Regions from separate parts of the Mus musculus genome. Here regions 1, 2 and 3 are each linked to region 4. A link is a contact called in public Hi-C, Micro-C and promoter capture Hi-C data. All regions are on one chromosome and are shown on one strand. The core of a region is the stretch at or near the end of the contact, and the rest is flanking DNA. Distances in the headings are between cores, read along the strand shown.

What was found. Promoter capture Hi-C pulls out the DNA fragments that hold promoters and counts their contacts. Hi-C and Micro-C count contacts between places; a contact is called where the count stands out from the background.
Region 1: a Micro-C map of embryonic stem cells shows a contact between it and region 4, with 9 times the contacts expected there. The contact joins the promoter of Tab2 here to the promoter of Fbxo5 in region 4. A contact is called at or near these places in 1 of 39 promoter capture datasets (liver), 3 of 484 Hi-C or Micro-C datasets (CD4 T cells, cardiomyocytes and embryonic stem cells), 2 of 115 datasets of contacts at active chromatin or transcription factors (cardiomyocytes and large pre-B cells) and 1 of 9 other capture datasets (adipose tissue).
Region 2: a contact with region 4 is called in a Hi-C map of muscle stem cells, with 10 times the contacts expected there. The contact joins the promoter of Plekhg1 here to the promoter of Fbxo5 in region 4. A contact is called at or near these places in 2 of 39 promoter capture datasets (liver and pre-B cells) and 1 of 484 Hi-C or Micro-C datasets (muscle stem cells).
Region 3: a contact with region 4 is called in a promoter capture Hi-C map of liver, with 10 times the contacts expected there. The contact joins the promoter of Iyd here to the promoter of Fbxo5 in region 4. A contact is called at or near these places in 2 of 39 promoter capture datasets (both in liver).

The regions. Positions count from the first base shown.
Region 1 is chr10:7,954,297-7,958,429 of GRCm38.p6, forward strand. It overlaps Tab2 (TGF-beta activated kinase 1/MAP3K7 binding protein 2), which reads right to left and starts at 1,827. Exons shown (of 7, transcript NM_138667.3): 1 at 1,505-1,827.
Region 2 is chr10:3,737,674-3,742,126 of GRCm38.p6, forward strand. It overlaps Plekhg1 (pleckstrin homology domain containing, family G (with RhoGef domain) member 1), which reads left to right and starts at 2,704. Exons shown (of 17, transcript NM_001159942.1): 1 at 2,704-2,867. It overlaps Gm30164 (a long non-coding RNA gene), which reads right to left. Exons shown (of 3, transcript XR_003948984.1): 2 at 528-645.
Region 3 is chr10:3,538,558-3,542,853 of GRCm38.p6, forward strand. Iyd (iodotyrosine deiodinase) reads left to right here and starts at 1,717. Exons shown (of 5, transcript NM_027391.4): 1 at 1,717-1,904. The coding sequence starts at 1,739. Gm30033 (a long non-coding RNA gene) reads left to right here. Exons shown (of 3, transcript XR_380041.2): 3 at 907-1,070.
Region 4 is chr10:5,804,068-5,807,969 of GRCm38.p6, forward strand. It overlaps Fbxo5 (F-box protein 5), which reads right to left and starts at 1,398. Exons shown (of 5, transcript NM_025995.2): 1 at 1,192-1,398. The coding sequence starts at 1,270.

The sequences.
Region 1 (4,133 bases), core at 577-3,076, 2.2 Mb after region 4:
TTTTTTCCTAAGGATTGGAATTAAAGTAGCTAGCTAAAGCATATAGTAAAAGAAAAGGCAACTGTTCATTTATTAGAAATATGTATGGTTTCAAAAAGGTTTCAAGTTGTACAGTTTTAAAAGTAATCATGGATTCACCTTTACTAAGACATTAAGGATGCTTCTGAAAAGGCATCAAAACTCTTGCTGTACCAAGTGTGGTAAACAGTGATAACTAAAAGCCAAAACCAAAACCAAAACCAAAACAAACAAAAAAACCAAAAAAAAAAAAAAAAAACCAAAACAAAAAACAAACAACCCTCTTTTGTACCCAGTGAAATTCCTAGCAAAATTTGAAGCTGCTTCATGAGCAACATCTCCTTTGAGTAAGCTAGGACACAAAGCCATTCCTTTTATAAAATGGCAATCAACCTAACCCTACGATTTGGCACTTTACTAACTTACCCAGCACTGACAAAATGGATGCAAAGCTAGAGTGTCTGGCTGCTGCCTCGAATACTGCATTTGTGTCCAAGAACTTTCCAATGACTAGAAGCCCATTTACCAACAGCCTGCAATGCTTTTGGGAACCCGAACTTCACGGAGACTCGAATAAAAGCTCCAGGAGGCTGCAAGTCTCCACCACTCTCCTGAAAACCCCTCTTATCAGAAACATTTGAAGAATTCCTCCATAACAATTAAGCTGACTTGAATGGAAACTTAGCATCTCAAATATACTATATATGGAATGAAACTTGGCCAAACACGTAAATACAAACTCACACGCTCCCTGACACTTTCGGCCTACAATTATGAGCCAAGGATTCTACAGCATCAGCAACAGACAGATCCACCTGTCACCTGTCAGCAACACCCAGGGACCCTTGTTAAGTCTTCCTCTTCCAACCACTATCTCGGGGCAAGAAAATCAGAGTAGTCCTGTGGACTCTAAGGGGGCCCCAACCTCTTCACAGCGGGGCGTGCTGCCCATTTGGAAGAAGGCTGCAGACAAGCAAAATCGGAAAGCAAAGCGAGAGAGGTGCTTCCTCTTTACCCTGCACTTAACTTCCCCGGCTCTCCCTTAACTCGCGGGCCCCGAAGTCATCGTTATCCAGACCTGGGTTCCCCCAAAGGCGTCTGGTTCCCTCCCTCCCACTTCCAGATCACAGGCCTGGGGGCGGACCGGGGGCCAAGGCACCCCCACCCCCGGCTCTCTCCGGCGCTGGGCTCCGGGGCAGGCCCGGTCCCCCTCCCCCGACGCCCCGGAGCCCAGGCCAGGCCCCAGGCTCCCCGCCCCCACCCTCCCCGCAGGACTTGGGGGGCCTCCCTGCGCCTCGCCACCGCGGGCAGGACCCGGGCGGAGCGGCGGACGAAGGCGAGGAAGGCGCGGACGCCCCGCTAGGGCTTCGCGCGCCAGGCAGAGCCGGTCCCCGAGCCGCTGCAGGCGCGGGGAGCCGGGCTGGGGGTGGGGGGGGTGGGGGGTGGGGAGGGATCCCGCCGAGGCCCCGCAGCGCCGTCCGCTTACCCTTCGCCGCCGCCGCGGCTTCCCCCTCCTCCTCGTCCGCCGCCGCCGCCTCTCCCACTTGGGCAGCCGTCTCCCCCGTCGTCACCGCGGCCGCCGCCAGCGCCGATTCCACCCGGCAGGGGGGACACCTCAGCCCTCCCTCCCTCCCCGCTCGGCCCCCTCCGCCCGGCCGCCGCCAACTCCCTCCGGCCGCCGCCGCCGCTCGCGGCTGAGGGGGAGGGGAGGGGGTCGGCCTGGGGCGCCCCGCCGCCGGCGCCTGCCGCGGATCAAAGCGATGGCCGGGGCGGCGTCGCCGCGGCCCGCTGCTCGGCTCCGGCTCGCACGGCCGCCCTGCCTCCCTCCGCCCCCACCCCCCTGCCGCTCGCCTGCCCTCCCCCCACCCCCCCAGCTCTCGCTCGCTCGCCCGCTCGCGCCGCGGCTCCGCCAGCCCAGTCCGCATCAAAATACGGCCACACAATATGGCGGCGCGGCGGCCGGCAAACACCGCGAGATCTGAGGCGGCGGCCGTGACGAGGCCTCCCTCCGCCGGGTGGCGGGGATGCTCTGTCCACGCCCCACCTCCGCCAGCCGCCGTCCCCACTCCCGGCTCGCCGTGGCCGGAGGGGACGCGTCCCGGCGCGGGCTGAGGAGGAGCACGCGGGTCCCTCACGCTCGGACGGGGAGGGAGGGAGGGAGAGAGAGAGGAGCCGAGCGGTGCGCGCGCCGCCGAGGGCCTCGCGGCTCCGGAAGCGGGTGGCGGGCTGTGCGAGCAGGGCGAGCCGTGCGAGCCGGCGGCCCAGCTCGGGGAGACGGGCGGGACCCTGCAGGCCCTGACGGGCCGCGGGGCAGGTGGGCCTGAGGCGGAGGCGAGCGCCGGGCCTGCGGGGCTGCGGGGCCGCGAGCCGGACACACCCCCTTGGAGCCGGGCCGCGCCCAGGCCGCGAGCTACCGGGTGACCCGGGAGGGACGGCGGGTCGGATGGAGACCGGGCGGTGCGGGACGCGTCCTGGAAGCCGCGGGACCCGAGCGGAGTTTGGCTCGGCCGCTGGACTTTCCTTGATCAGCAGTGGGGGCCCGCAGAGAGAACGATCTAAAGAATCAAGCGAGTCGTTGCGATTGTAACTGCACGTTCCTAGAAGACCTAGAAGCAGAGCCAAAGACACTTTAGCTTCGAGGGGAGACGCGGGGGAGGGGACACTTCTGGTTTCTATCTTCTTAAAGATGTGCTTCGTTTTCCCTCGGGGTGGGGTGGGGTTGGGTGGTGGTGGTCAACGTTCAGATGTTTCTCACAATGTAAAATATTTTAAAATCTTGGCGGTTTCATATGGCAAAAAAAAAAAAGGCTTTTTTTTTCTTCTTCTTGACCCTGTCCAAAGTGTGCATATCGCTGCCAGTTTCTTCCTTGAAGAAATTCATACTACCGAAAAAAATCCGGAAGGACTATTTTTATTATTCTGTTATCAGTATAAGCTCCATAGGTGCTTATTGCTTATTGTTTTTAAAGCCCCTTTTTTAAACACTTAAAACCCTTTCACTTCCTTTTTACACTCAGTTTTACAAAGTACCTGAAATATTGGGGTTTAGCTCTACTTAAAAACTTTTAGCCCGCCAGAAGTCAGAGTGCTAATGATTTACAACATTGGAACTTTTAAATTTTTCTCTCGGTTGACATTAAGAAAGTAAAAGTATATACTTTGAAAAAGTGTTTTTTCTGTGTTCGAAGTAAAAGTAAATTATAATTCACATAGTAGATGCTGTTTTCATTAATTCACAGTAACAGACGCCATTGAGCCCTAATACTACAGTTCTCTGAGGAATTATTTCCATAGTCAGTGTAATGATTTTAGATAAATTGAAGAAATTATTAAATAAACAGTACTTCTCTTAAACTGAGGCACAATTCGAACATATACTGCTGAAATAATAGAAGTGGATTAAGAAAAAAATAGTTCCTGTTCAAAATTTGTTTTCTGAAATGTACGTGTACACATTTTAATAGAAATATATTTTCCATATAAACAAATGTAATGGGTTTGAGAAAAGGAAGAGAAGATATAATCGTACATCATTGCCCAAATTTGAAGAGCTTGGATCTCTAATGAAGAGAAAGCCCCAGATAGCTATGTAGAGGAAAACTCTATGAAAGAACTAATGCCTTTAAAAACAAACAAACAAAAAACAAAACAGAACAAACCCCTTCTGGGATCTTGTAAGAATCAAAGATCGCAGATTAAAGGATGCTAAAGAGCATGACATCCTAATGCGACATGAGACCCCAAGGCGGATCCCTTGCTGGGAAAGAAAAGGTTACAAAGTAGTTTGTATTGGGATAACTGGGTAAAGTTAGGTAAAGTTAGGACTACAGAGACAATGTAAGTATTATGTTATCTTTAACCTTCTGAAATTTGTTCTTCATTACAATATTCTTAAACACACTGAAGGGTTAAAGAGGTAAAAGAACACAATGTATAAAACTTTACCCATGTGGCTCAGAAAAAAAAATATGTATATTCTATATGCTTTTTCTGTGTGGATGTATACTTCCTATCTGCCATACACATACAGAGAGTGGTGATAAGTTTTAAATATTGGTAATTAGAAGCATTTTAAAAGTCATATTTGATGAATCTAGGGCATTTGTAGTGTCTCA
Region 2 (4,453 bases), core at 1,454-3,953, 2.1 Mb before region 4:
GCATGTGTATACCTGCATATGGAAGAAGGAGGTCAATGATGGGTGATTTCCTCAATCACTCTCCACCGTATTTTGGAAGCATAGTTATTGAACTCGTAACTCACAAATTCAGCTAAACTGGCTGTCCAGTGAGCTCTAGGAATCCTCCTGTCTCCACCTCCCTAACACCAGGTTTACAGATACATGTCGCCATGCCCAACCCTTTTGGGGGTTCTGGGGATCAGAACTCAGGTCTACATGCTTGCACAGCGAGTACTTTCCCTACTGAACCATTTCGCCAGACCTCCTTCCTTCTTTTCTCTTACTCAGTTTCCTCTGATGTGGGGCAATGGACTGCAGACTGTACCCCAAGTTCTCTTGTCGGTAGGGATCAGTCAAGGAGGACATTGGCTTAGAGAAAGCCAGTAAATGTCTCCTTTCTGCCAGGTTCTGTGGCTCAGACCTACAAGGGCCTGAGAGGAAAGAACCAGAGAGAGTGGGGAACCCCAGCTTTGCTCACTTCTTCTCCAAGTACCCCCAATACTCACCAAATGGCTTCTCTGAGTCCTGGGTCTTTATAGAATGATCAGTGACAACTCGCAGGCTTGATGTGGAATAGTCTTCATGAATCCTAGACAGGTATACTCTAAAACTCCAAGTCAGTACCTGAAGTCAACCATACACAATATAACATTTGCCATTCATACTTACCTACCGATGAGAGAGGATGATTTATAAAGTAAGTATATTAAGAAAATAGTGAGGGCCATTAATAAGATTAATTGTTATATATATATATATATATATATATATATATATATATATATATATTAGCTGGGCAGTGGTGGCGCATGCCTTTAATCCCAGCACTTGGGAGGCAGAGGCAGGAGGATTTCTGAGTTCAAGTTCAGCCTGTTCTACAGAGTGAGCTCCAGGATAGCCAGGGATACACAGAGAAACCCTGTTTCGAAAAACAATATATATATATATATATATATATTCAATTAACTGTTCTAACAATACAGTGAAATAAAAGGCCTATGTATCCTTACTCTTGGACACTTGGACATCAGGACCATCAATAAGTAAAGTAGGGATCACTGAAACACAAGCACTGTGATACCACGGCAATTGATCTGAAGAGTGAGACAGCTACTAGTGAGTTGTAGTGTATACAGTATATTTGTGCTGGCTTGTTTTATATCAATTTAACATAAGCTAGAGTCATAGGAGAGGAGGGAGTCTCAACTGAGAAAATGCCTCCACAGGATACAGCTTTAGGCAAGCCTGTAGGGCATTTTCTTCATTAGTGATCCATGCAGGAGGGCCTAGCCCATCATGGGAGGGTCACTCCTGGCCTGGTGGTCCTGGGTGCTGTAAGAAAGCAGATTGAGCAAGCTAGTAAGCAGTCCTCCATGGCCTCTGCATTAGCAGGTGACTCCAGGTTTCTGCCCCGCTTGAGTTCCTGCCTTGACTTCCTCCAATGTTGAATAGTGATGTGGACGTGAAAGCCAAGGGTTTCCCTGCCCTCTTGGCTTTTAGTTATGGTGTTTCATCACAGCAGTAGTAACTATATGTTGGACAAAAGAATGACTTGCATACCAGGGGGAAGCAGGCAGGACGGCCAGAGTTCATTATGCTACTCAGAATGTGGACACATTGAAAGGTGAATTGTTTGTTTATTAAAAAAGCAAAACAAGCAAAAAACAAAAAACCCTCTCACCCAGTACCATAAAACTTTATAATATGTGGTGTACTACAGGGAGATGAAGTTCTTAGAATCAAGCAGAGTGCGTGGCTGTGTCTTACTACGCCTGGTGAAACACAGGCATATCTGACACACCTGTTTGAAAGGTGCCAAGTGCTACCAAGAATGTCACCAAAAAGGCACCTGTGATAGAGGTCCTATTTTTTATTGTCCTACCTTATGGGTGCCTTTAAACATCTGGCTGTCGCAAAGGTCTCTGCCTCCTTTTCCACTTTTGCTTTCTCTAATCAAAGGTCATCCAGTATGTTCACTGGGGTGGTGGGGGTGCTGATGCCTGAACCCAGTAAGCACCCTTCTCCCATTTCCTAGTGTTGTGACATCATAAGCTACAGTGTGAAATTCGAGTTTGGATGCAAAGAAACGGTGTTGGATCCGATTTCAGAACACTCTGGGAAGTGGCCATGTCCAAGGCTTAGCTGTACCCCAACAGCCCAGAGAAGAGAAGAAAAAAGAAAGCGATGTGGCTGTTAACACAGTAGCAGGGAGTTTTTTTTTTTTTTTAAAGAAGAGAGAAGAGAGAAAAGAAAAACAAAAAGAAAAAGAGGGAAAGGAAAACGGAAAGAGAAGAAAAGGAGAAAAGAGAAGAAAAGGAAAGAGAAGAGAAGAGAAGAGAAGAGAAGAGAAGAGAAGAGAAAAAAGAAGAGAAGAGAAGAGAAGAGAAGAGAAGAGAAGAGAAGAGAAAAGAAAAGAAAAGAAAAGAAAAGAAAAGAAAAGAAAAGAAAAGAAAAAAGAAAAGAGACAAAAACTTTCCCCCCAGAGGCTGTAATTTGACTGCTGTCTTTGGCAAAGCTCCAGAGAGCAAGCTTAATCTCTTTCTGAGCTGCCTCCTCCTCTCTGCCTCTTTCCTCCCGCAGGGCCCCGTGGAGGCGGGCGGGGACCGCAACCCGCTGCAGCGGACCGAGGAGCGGGGCGGGGCGGGACACGCCGGGAGCAGAGTGGGAAAGAGGAAGTGGAGCCAGGCGAGCTGCAGGGCTCGGGGCCGCCGGAGCCGGCGCTGGAGCGCAGCGCACCGCGGAGCCAGCGCTCGGGAGCCGCCCCTCTCCCGTAAGCTCCGCCGAGACTATTCCAGGGACCAGACAAGGGAAGCCGGGGACCTCGGCCACGCGCCCCGAATCTGCAGGTGGGAAGAGCGGGATCGCAGTGCCTGGCCCTGGGCGGGGGGGGGGGGGGGGGGGGGGGGGGGGGGCGGGGCGGGGGGTGTCTCTGAGCGCTGCTCCTGGGAGGGGACTGATGGGGTCGTTGGCAGTCGACTGATGGGGTCGACTCAGGCAGGACCTGCTAGCCCGGCGCTCCCGCCCCTTGCTGCAGCCACCCGGGTTGCAGTTTGCAGCTCCGCGAAGTTTGCTCAAGCGCGCCGTGTGCCACCCGCGCCCCCAAGTCAAGCGGAACTATCCCCAAATAGGACAGTCTGGACAACACCCCAACAGCGGTGCGGGCGCGATGGCGGGGAGTGCTGTGTGCTCCAGCTAGGAGCAGTCCTGCGTGGGGCAGAAACTCGCGTGGGCGCCCCCAAATCAGCAAGTCAGCGCTTTATAGGAGTGACCCGGGAGTCTAGAAGCTGTGCCCCATCCGTCACCCGGACACACGGTAATACCTAGCTGGCTACGACTGTGTGGACTGTTGGCCAGAGGAAAAGGTTGTTGGGGGGCGGGCAGCAGGCCCCGGGGTGACTGCTAGAGCAGACCCCCTCTTTGTGTCCCCCATGGAGTCTCAGAGCTCTACAGTCCAGGACGCCCAGTGAGGAGAGGGTGGTTGGCTTCCTCAGTTTCACAATGTTCCTGAGAAACAATGATGTAGCTGATTGCTTGGATGTGTTGTATGAAGTTGGTATGTGTAAAGCTGACTGTGTGTGCAACCCTGGAATTTCATTAAGCTCTGGCGGCTCTTGGCGCTCTCTTTGTACCACCTTCAGGTGGCCAGAGCTTACTGCACCTATTTTGACAGCGATTTTATCTTCTCAGGAAACCCAGTCACCTCGGGAGGGTTGTTTTGGGGATTAGGGGCACTCTGGATACAAACTGAATACACATTGGATACAAAACCAGTAGGATGCCTTAAGTCTGGGTCAGATTTAACGTTTAATTGAATTCCAGGCTTAGATTGCGTTAAAACCTGTGGTCAGCCTGTTTGAATTCTCAGTTTCTGGAGTTCGCATACTTTCAAAGAATAGATGAGTTTTGGTTTTTGTTGTTGTTGTTAAACTGATGTTTTTTTTGTTTTTTTTTTTTGTTTTGTTTTGTTTTTAAAGTGTATCCAAGTCTATCGTGTCAGAGATCTAAAACCTCTCAACTTTAGCCTTACACTGTGTGGGACGTGAGGAAAAGCAATCCTGGTAGCTTGTACTTCCTCACTGTTAAAGCAGTGTATATGAACCACATAGTTTTAATTGGTTTTACCCCTTTCAGTCCAGGGTATTTATTTATTCTACAGTAGTTAACACTTCTATACAAAAGTGATGGGCTAGTGTTTGACCCTTTAACATCTTTGAGTCTGGCTTCCTGATTCCTGACTTAGCTTTTTGTCTCTTGGAATTGCACCCCGTCTAAGCCGTTAAAACCGACCAGGAAGAAACTTTCTTTTCCAGAGTTCACTGACCTCCCTGGCTTCCTCCGCAAGTGGGACCCCACCAGTAATCCTTGTGTGACCTTCCTTCCATTTCCCTTGCATGACAGATTCCCCCCAAAGCCTTTTGCAAAGGGATAAAAC
Region 3 (4,296 bases), core at 467-2,966, 2.3 Mb before region 4:
TATGGTTGGGGGGATCGAGGAAGTGTATTAAAAGGTCACTGCATTAGGAAGGTGAAGAAGCTCTGCTGTAGAGGTACTAAGAGAAGAGAGGGCCCATCCTCAGATCAGCTACACGGTGTTCTGTGACCCTATGGCACAGATCCTGTTCCTCAAGGGAAGCCACATTGTTCCTGTACAAGTGTACATTACATTGGCAGCTGAAGCATTGTTCTGTACCGACACTATCAGAAGCTGGAGGCCTGGTCACTGAGGAGGTGTTAGGGTTAGAGGAAGCTCACTGGGTCCAGCGCAGGTGAAAATTGGCGGAATTCACAGGGCCCACCCTCCCCCTCCCCTGTACTCTGAGACCTGCAGATGCACCAGGTCGGGAACTTGGGTGGGTTTCAAATTCTAGAGTCAAAGTTTCTTCCCTCTGGAAGCCTTGTCTGATCTCCACACTGCTCTGCCCATCCTGCTGCTGTTACAGCTGCCAGACTTCTTGCCCCTGCACTGTGCTTTTTTAAAAATCTCTTTTCGGTGAGCTCCCAGAGCTGAGTGTGAACCTTGGCAGCCAGGCAGCAATGTCTCTTGTACTAGCACATAAAATCCTTGTCCCAGCTTTCCCCTGTTACCCAGGCAGGCTCAACACCGCAGGATCTTAGCTAAGAATTCTAGTCCACACTGCAGACGTACCCAGCATGGACTCAGGCTGCTTATGTCCCATTTATCTTCTAATGGCTTTGGCATGTCATTTGACCTATTCATGCCTCATTCATATGAGTGAAAATGGGAGCAGTAGCGGGATCTATGACATGAGGTTTTGGGGAGCACCTGTGATTTAGTACGTGGAATATGGAGGAGCCACAAGGGAAGCTTTCTGTGAGTAATGGTTCTCTCTCCCATCCTTCCTTCCTCCCTCATCCCCAGCTGTGAGAACAATACAAGCGAGGAGGAACAAAACCTGCTGGTCCCCGGGGCTTGGACATCTCAACCTCTGGAACTGTGAGACACGTGTTTCTGTTATTTATGTCACTCAACCAATGACATTTGTGTTCTGACAGCCTGAACAACAGAGGCATAGGCAAAGATAAAAACTAAGACAAAAAACAAAAAGCCTCAAGCTTAGATATAGTCATTTCAAACTGTTTGCATCACTTTTTCCAGATTAAAATCTTTCTTTAATGTAAAACATAGCCTTTCTTCTCTGTTGCATATGTTGGCATGGCTGTTAATTTTTTTTTTTACAGCCTCAGGGCAGTGCCTCTTACATATGTTGTTAAAAATGCACGTTGACAGCCTCTTTCTGGAAATTATCTTTCAGGATATCAGAACCTACATTTATAAATCTGCCCTTTTAAAAAATTAGCTCTCTGGGCAATTCCTAGCTTCAGGCAGTTGAAGATGCTTTGAGAGAATAGTTAAATAGGAGAAAGGTCAAATGCTTTTTTTCTTTAAAACCACCACCAGCAATGTAGCACATTACAGTGCTTAATGCACCCCATGGTCATTGATGTCTGAAAATATACTGATCAAGTGCACAGTTTTAAAATTGCATGCGTCAGAGCAGGACCAATCCCACACGCACCCAACTGTGAGCTTTGCTCCTTTGCAAAGTCCTCACGGAGTCTGAGTTTGTACTTTGCTCCCTCCCTGGCACTCCTCCCCGTTTCTACATCTACTCCCAGCATTCCCTGCTTCCATCTGTTTGTATAAATGCCAGTGTGGGAAAGCGCACACATTCCAGGTCGGACTTCAGACCATGTTTCTCCTCACCCCAGTCTTGGTAGCAGTTGTCTGTATCTTGGTTGTATGGGTCTTTAAAAATGCCGACAGGAACCTAGAGAAAAAGAAGGAGGAGGCTCAAGTTCAGCCCTGGGTGGATGAAGACTTGAAAGACAGCACAGAAGACCTTCAAGTGGAAGAAGGTAACAACCCCTGCGGTGCCCAGGGCTTTGCCCTGCATGTGTTTGCGATGGTGCGAACTGATGCCCAGGATTCAGAGAGCAAGCCATGCTGGCAAACCTTCGCTTCTGTTGTGAAAACAGAACAGTGTATAGCAAGGATGGTCATCTCAGGGCACTTGCCGGTACCAGCCTCTACCCAGTCCGAAGTCATGGAAGCTAAGATCTCTCCCAGCCCAGATCCTCTGCAGGTCAACACCTTCTGTCTCAGGGGTGGGGGTGGAGGCAGAGTCTCTGTACAGAGTGACAGCGAGCATGGCCAGGTTTTGATTAGGAATGCTGAAACTGAGAACGTGACCCGTCTAGGGATTGGGTACTTTCTCTTATGCCAGGCCCTGTGCCTTAGAGACAGGAGTGGCCCATGCCCAGCAAGAAAAGGGTCCGGTTTAGGGAATGAGGTAAAATAAGGAAACGGACAAGCCCTGTGGAACTAGTATAAGGTGTTTAGGAAAGGCTTGGGGGTCTGCTGGGGCATTGGGAAAGAGCAAAGCTGACCCGAGGGTAGAGGTGTGAGCAGCAGGGGCAAGCTGTGTCAGGAGGCGCACAAAGCCAGCACCCATGTTCTAATGCCTAGGAGCGATTCCTGGAAGGTGAAAGATGTGCAGACGGAGAAGTGAGGCAGAGAGGGCTGGCTGTGGCTGGCATGAGACCAGTGCTTGTCAGCCTTCCCAATGCTGCAACTCTTTAATACGGTTCCTCACATTAGAGTGATTTGCGACTGTAAAATTACTTTCGCTGATATGTTTATAAGTGTAATCTTGTTAGCGTTATGAATTGTAATGTAAATATCTGATATGCAGGGTATCTGGTCCCACTTGGGAAGTACTTCCCTTACCACAGAGAAGCACTGTCCTTAACCCCGACATCTGTTCTAAGGTTTGATGAGCAATGCTTTGGTGGGAGGGTAGTGGATGCCCAAGTCACAGTGAAGAGCATCAGATTTTAGATATTGGGGAAGATGGAGGGAGTGGCTGAGTCACTGTCATCCATGGACAAGGGCAGAAAGATCCAATTTAGGGGACACTGTAAGGGTGTGCTGCATTTATCATATTCATGATGTTAAATAAAACAATGGTCAGAACACATCAACTTGAGGAGGTACTCAGAGATTAGAGAAATAATCACCAAGTGGGTACTGTGAGAGAGAAGACTGAGGACAGAACTTGGGAGACACCTGAAGAGAAGAGGGACATGGTAGAGAGATATGCTACAGAAAGAAGATGACATGGTTGAAGAGTCTTGAGGACCACAACACACTCACATAGCATGCAGTGGACCCAGCTGGTGACACATCATATAGAGTAAGCCCTTCGTCTTCATGGTAATACAATGAGGTAGGCATTATCACTACTATCACTACTATCACTATTGCAGGAGACTGAGGCTGTAGTAGGGTACTGCCTACCCAGGCAGGTAGGACTCTGGCAGTCTATTTCCAGGGTCCAAGCATAGAGCTTTTGGCTGGGTAGCCTTTCTCACAGAAAAGCCTAGAACAGAGGAGGCTTAAAAAGAGAAATTCAGAGGTAGATTTCTTCCCTCTCAAGGCCACATTCCTGGGAGCAGTCAGGAGTTCAAGAGCAGTGAGAAGTGGCCCTGCTTGTTTTTAGGAGGTTCCTGCTAGCTCTCCACTGCTGTCTCTGCTGTCTGCCTTTTCTCAGGAAATGGTCTACCCACTACCCAGCTCCTGAAACCAGAAACAGAGAGGACCCTTTTCCTTCTCTGCCAGGAAGCAAGTCCCCTGAGTTTTGTCACCATGATGGGTTGGGAATCTGTTGTTCCTTCGGCTTCCCTGATGGGCCAAGTTAGCATCCTCCCTGTGTAAGATATGGGCACAGCTTCTGTGTGGCTTTTCTTGAGCGTTCTTGGTTCTTGTCTCTGTCTAAGATGCCTCTCCATAAGCATGTTAGAGTCCTCTGCTTACTTCCCGTGGGTGGCCTTCTGTGACACCAAACCTTAGTCCACATGTGCACAAGAAGCACATTCCATGGGCCCACACACCCTGCCTTTTGGGCTACTCCACGTTCTGTGAAAGGCCTCCCTTCCCTTGTCCAGTGAGACTCAGCCATGATACCTTTCAGCTGCTCACACTGGCCTGAAACACATCCTTTCCACTGTCACTCTTCCCAACAGACTATTAAAAACATGTATTATAAAATTCAATGTTTTTATTCACTGAAAACATCATTAGACACCGAACAACCTTCATTTCTTTTTACTTGTTCTGTGATATTTTTGGTGTGTTTGTGTATGCAGGCATGTATATGCCATGTCATGCATGTATGTAAGTCAGAAGACAAATTGAGGAGTCGGCACTCTCCTCTCACCATGAGAGTCCTTGGGATTAAGCTCAGCCTGT
Region 4 (3,902 bases), core at 148-2,647:
TCTTCAAGGCTGTAAACCCAGTGGGGGAGGGGAGTTGGGGGCAGCAAGCATTTCCTGAGGAGGAAAGCTGAGCAAAAGAATCCCTTCGTAAACCATTAAATTTCTTATTTTCTAACGGAGACTCGGGTACTCTTTTACAGACACATTCTGCTAAGCTAGTACTTTCTTCTCTTCAAGACTTAATTCCTTTTCTGATGAAGAAAGATTATTGAGGATATATATATATATATAGAGAGAGAGAGAGAGAGAATGAATTACCTCTTCCTTCAGTTGGAAATTTTCTACGATAGAACCGATGCATCTTTCATTGAGATGCCAAGAAAGATAAAAAATTAATAAGAAAATAAACAATTGATTCTCTCTGCTCACCTAAACGTTGGAAAAAGTGACCATTAATTCTTCAAAACACCCGAAAATTAAACAATCCCTCCTCGATTCTTTCATCAGCTAAACACTACAGGCAAACTCACCGTTTTGGAGGAAAAAGGGCGCTTTTTAAAAGGCCCTGCTGACTCCAGGCCTTGAGACTTACTGAGAAGCAGCAAAACAGGGGAGGAAAAAAAAAACTTTTTCCATTTGGTACAGTGGGCAGGCGGGGGCTGGGGGGTCCTTTACATTTGGCGGGAGCTGAGAAGGAGCCCCTAGAAATGCTGAGGGGGTCGGTGGTGGGAGGTGCCCCGAGGGCGCGGTGCACGAGGGAAGGCGGGAGATAAGCGCGGAGCTCAATCTCCCGCGCTCTCCAGCCAGGGCTCTGAGGGCAAAAAGTTACGGAGACTGAGTATGGATGTGAGATAGATGAGTTGTGAAATGGGGGGCGTAGAGGCTAGAGATGGGGCCATCTGGCCAGCTTGGAGTCCCACAGTCCTGTCACAGCTCGAGCATGAGTTGAGGAGGGGAGAGGAGGGGGCATTTGGCGCCCAGGCAGGGGGTGGGGTGGAATGCGGCGCGCAGAAGCCACTACCTTGCACGTCCCCAGTGCAGGGTCTCGGGGTGGGATGGAATAGTAGGACCCCGTACAAGGCCGACCACATCTGTCCCACTCTGCACCAGCCACCCTTGCTCCGCGCCTTCCTCCCAGTCCCGGGCCCAAATAGGTCGCCTGAGGCCCGGAACACCGTGATCTGCAAGCACCCAGTTTCTGAGGCTGCCGCCACAGAGAAAGGATTCCCACGATGCCCGCCTCACACTCACCGTCCACGGTAGTCCGCGCGCCAAGACGGCAGGGACAGGAGGACGGCCGGCGCAGGTCACTGCAGGTGCGCCGGCTCATGCCGCAAAACTCGGGCTCCAATGCTGGGGAGGTGGCGGCGACGACAGGAAAAAGGTGGCCGGCCAGACGAGGCGCCGAGCCGCAGCTCTTAAAAGGCGCCAGCTGGTACTTTTAAAATCTTTGAATTTGGTGCCCAAATCAGAACAGACCAATGGGGCGCGGCGTTTGCACAAGCGTGCCAATAGGCAGGCGGCATGAGAGGACGCCCTCGCTCGCCCAATAGGAGGGCGCGGGGGCGGAGCCAGCCCTGGAGCCTGGGCTCCTCCCACACGCCCAGATCCTCGCCTCCCCAAAGTTGCTGATGGAGCTGGCAAGCACGCCCATGTAGGCGTGGCCTGTGAAGGCGGCTGGTCCTCTGCGCAAACCCGCCATGCTGCCCTCTCCCCGCACCCCCCCTCCGTTATCCCGCGAACCGGCTTCTCCAGAGTCCTCATGTCCTGGGGACAGCTCCGACTTCTGCCTGAAAGTCTGTGATGGACACAGGCGGGCCCCCAGTCTTCCTCCATCGTCTGTTACGAGCGAGTTTGCAGAGCTGCAAACCCGCCACTCTGAGTGCACACCTTCCGGAAAACAAGCCCTTCCCCTGGCTCCGGACCCGCCTCTCTAGGATTTAGGCGCGCTCTACTCTCCCTCCTAAATTGGCTCCACCCCCTGCCTGGAGCTCCTGCGCTTGCGTATTGCGCGGCCGCCACTACGGAGTTGGCGGGTTGGCGCTTGCGCGCGAGGAGCCTGGCGGTTCCCTCCGGGCGGGGCGGACTAGCTGGGGGGGACATGTGACCGGAGAACCGCCCTTGCCCTGGGGATGGCGCGCAGCAGGACCCCGGCGTCCCTTTGCTTGGCGCCTTCCGAAGGCTGAGGGCGCGGCCTAACTTAGATCTGGCCATTGCATTCTTTTTTTCTTTTTTTTGGGTTGGGGGCGGGGGGGCCGGTTCGAGACAGGGTTTCTCTGTATAGCCCTGCTTTGGCCATTGCATTCTTTTGGGTTTTCAACCACCACGAATTCTTAAAAGTGTTAATTTGTATTTTATTTTATGTGTTCTTAACCTTCGTTGGCTAGGCTCGACAGCCGACCTGTTCCCCTAAATAAGTCAGACTCCCGTCTCTTTGGGGTGGAGCGCCCTGGCTGCGTGGATATTTTTATATCAAAGGCGAGAGTGAAAGTATTATTAAGTCTGATGGTGAGCTATAGTGCACCACTAATGATGCTGGGCATGCACGTCTTGAATTTATTTCTAAGTGGTGACAATACACTTAACTTCTTTTCAGACTACAGAGCAGTAAAGCTACAGGATATGCCATTTCCCTCTTGCTTTTCTGCAAGAGCATATGACTTTCTGTTAGTGTTCCATGCAGCTCCTGTGTAAAGCGGGACCAAGATTGGACTGAGTCATACAAACGTTGGGTGGATCCAGTTTTTATCAAATTCTTTTTGTTTATCCCTAGTTTTCTGGCATTTTCACGTTTGGAGTGTTGCAAAAAAAATAGTGATGTAGGTGGTGTTGCTTACCAAAATCTTGACCGCTATTTCTGTTTTGTACCTGAGAACTTTGCCTCTAAGTAAAAAGGCTGAAAAGACACGAGCCCTGTCTTTAAGGAAGTTTATATCCTAATGAGAAGGAATTTGGCAATCAAAATTTTCAGTAAATGAAAGATACTAAACTACGTGTTAAAAGAACTGTTAATAGAGACATAGGTTGAGAATCTTGAATGGTCAGTTAAGTTTGACACTTTGAACTGTATTGACCTCACAAAGAACTACATTAAAAAAAGTGCCTAGAGCTCAAGCAAGGGGGACAGGGGTGTGTGTGTGTGTGTGTGTGTGTGTGTGTGTGTGTGTGTGTGTGTGTTTGCATCCGGAAAAGTCAGAAGCTAGATCATGTGGTATTTGTAGATTGTAAGAACTTTAGTTGGAGTCTTGCTGAATGGATATTAAAATGCTACGTGGTCGGGCATGGTGGCACACACACACACACACACACACACACACACAGGAGCCAGAAAACCTAGTTCCCCAGCAGAGAGAGTTACACAGAGAAACCCTGTCTCAAAAAACAAAACAAAACAAAACAAAAAAAATTGTCTCAAATAATTTTAAATGCTGTACCAGGGAGATCTTTGTGCATGCGAAATATACTTCCTAATGTGAAATAACACTAGATGCAGACCATTGGTGTGTACAATAATGGATTTGGCTTTTAGAGGCAGTGGGAACCTGTCACAGTGCTGAGGAATGACAAGAAAAAGCTTACTATTAGCTTGCCATTCTTAAATATCTTAGCAATATTTTCACTTTATACGATTGTGCTTAGAAGTCTAAGATCTTACTGTGGTTTCAGAGCTAGTCAAGGAGTGTACAAACTTTTGAATCCTCGTGAGATCGGGAAGTATTCTTGAGGGCAAAATGAACCAAGTTCCTTTCAGCAAGAGTCCAGTAGTTCCTTCTGTTATTCCAGGAAGTAATATTCTTTGCTGGAACTTGATAGTACACATTCCTGTTTCTACTCTGCTTAACCTTGGAAACTCCTTATCTTTTATTTGCATATACAGAGAGATGGAAATTTCAGGTGGGAAGGCAAGTTTAGCAAACAACTGAGCACCTGGAATGTAACCTTTGGTTCTTCACTATAGTCTG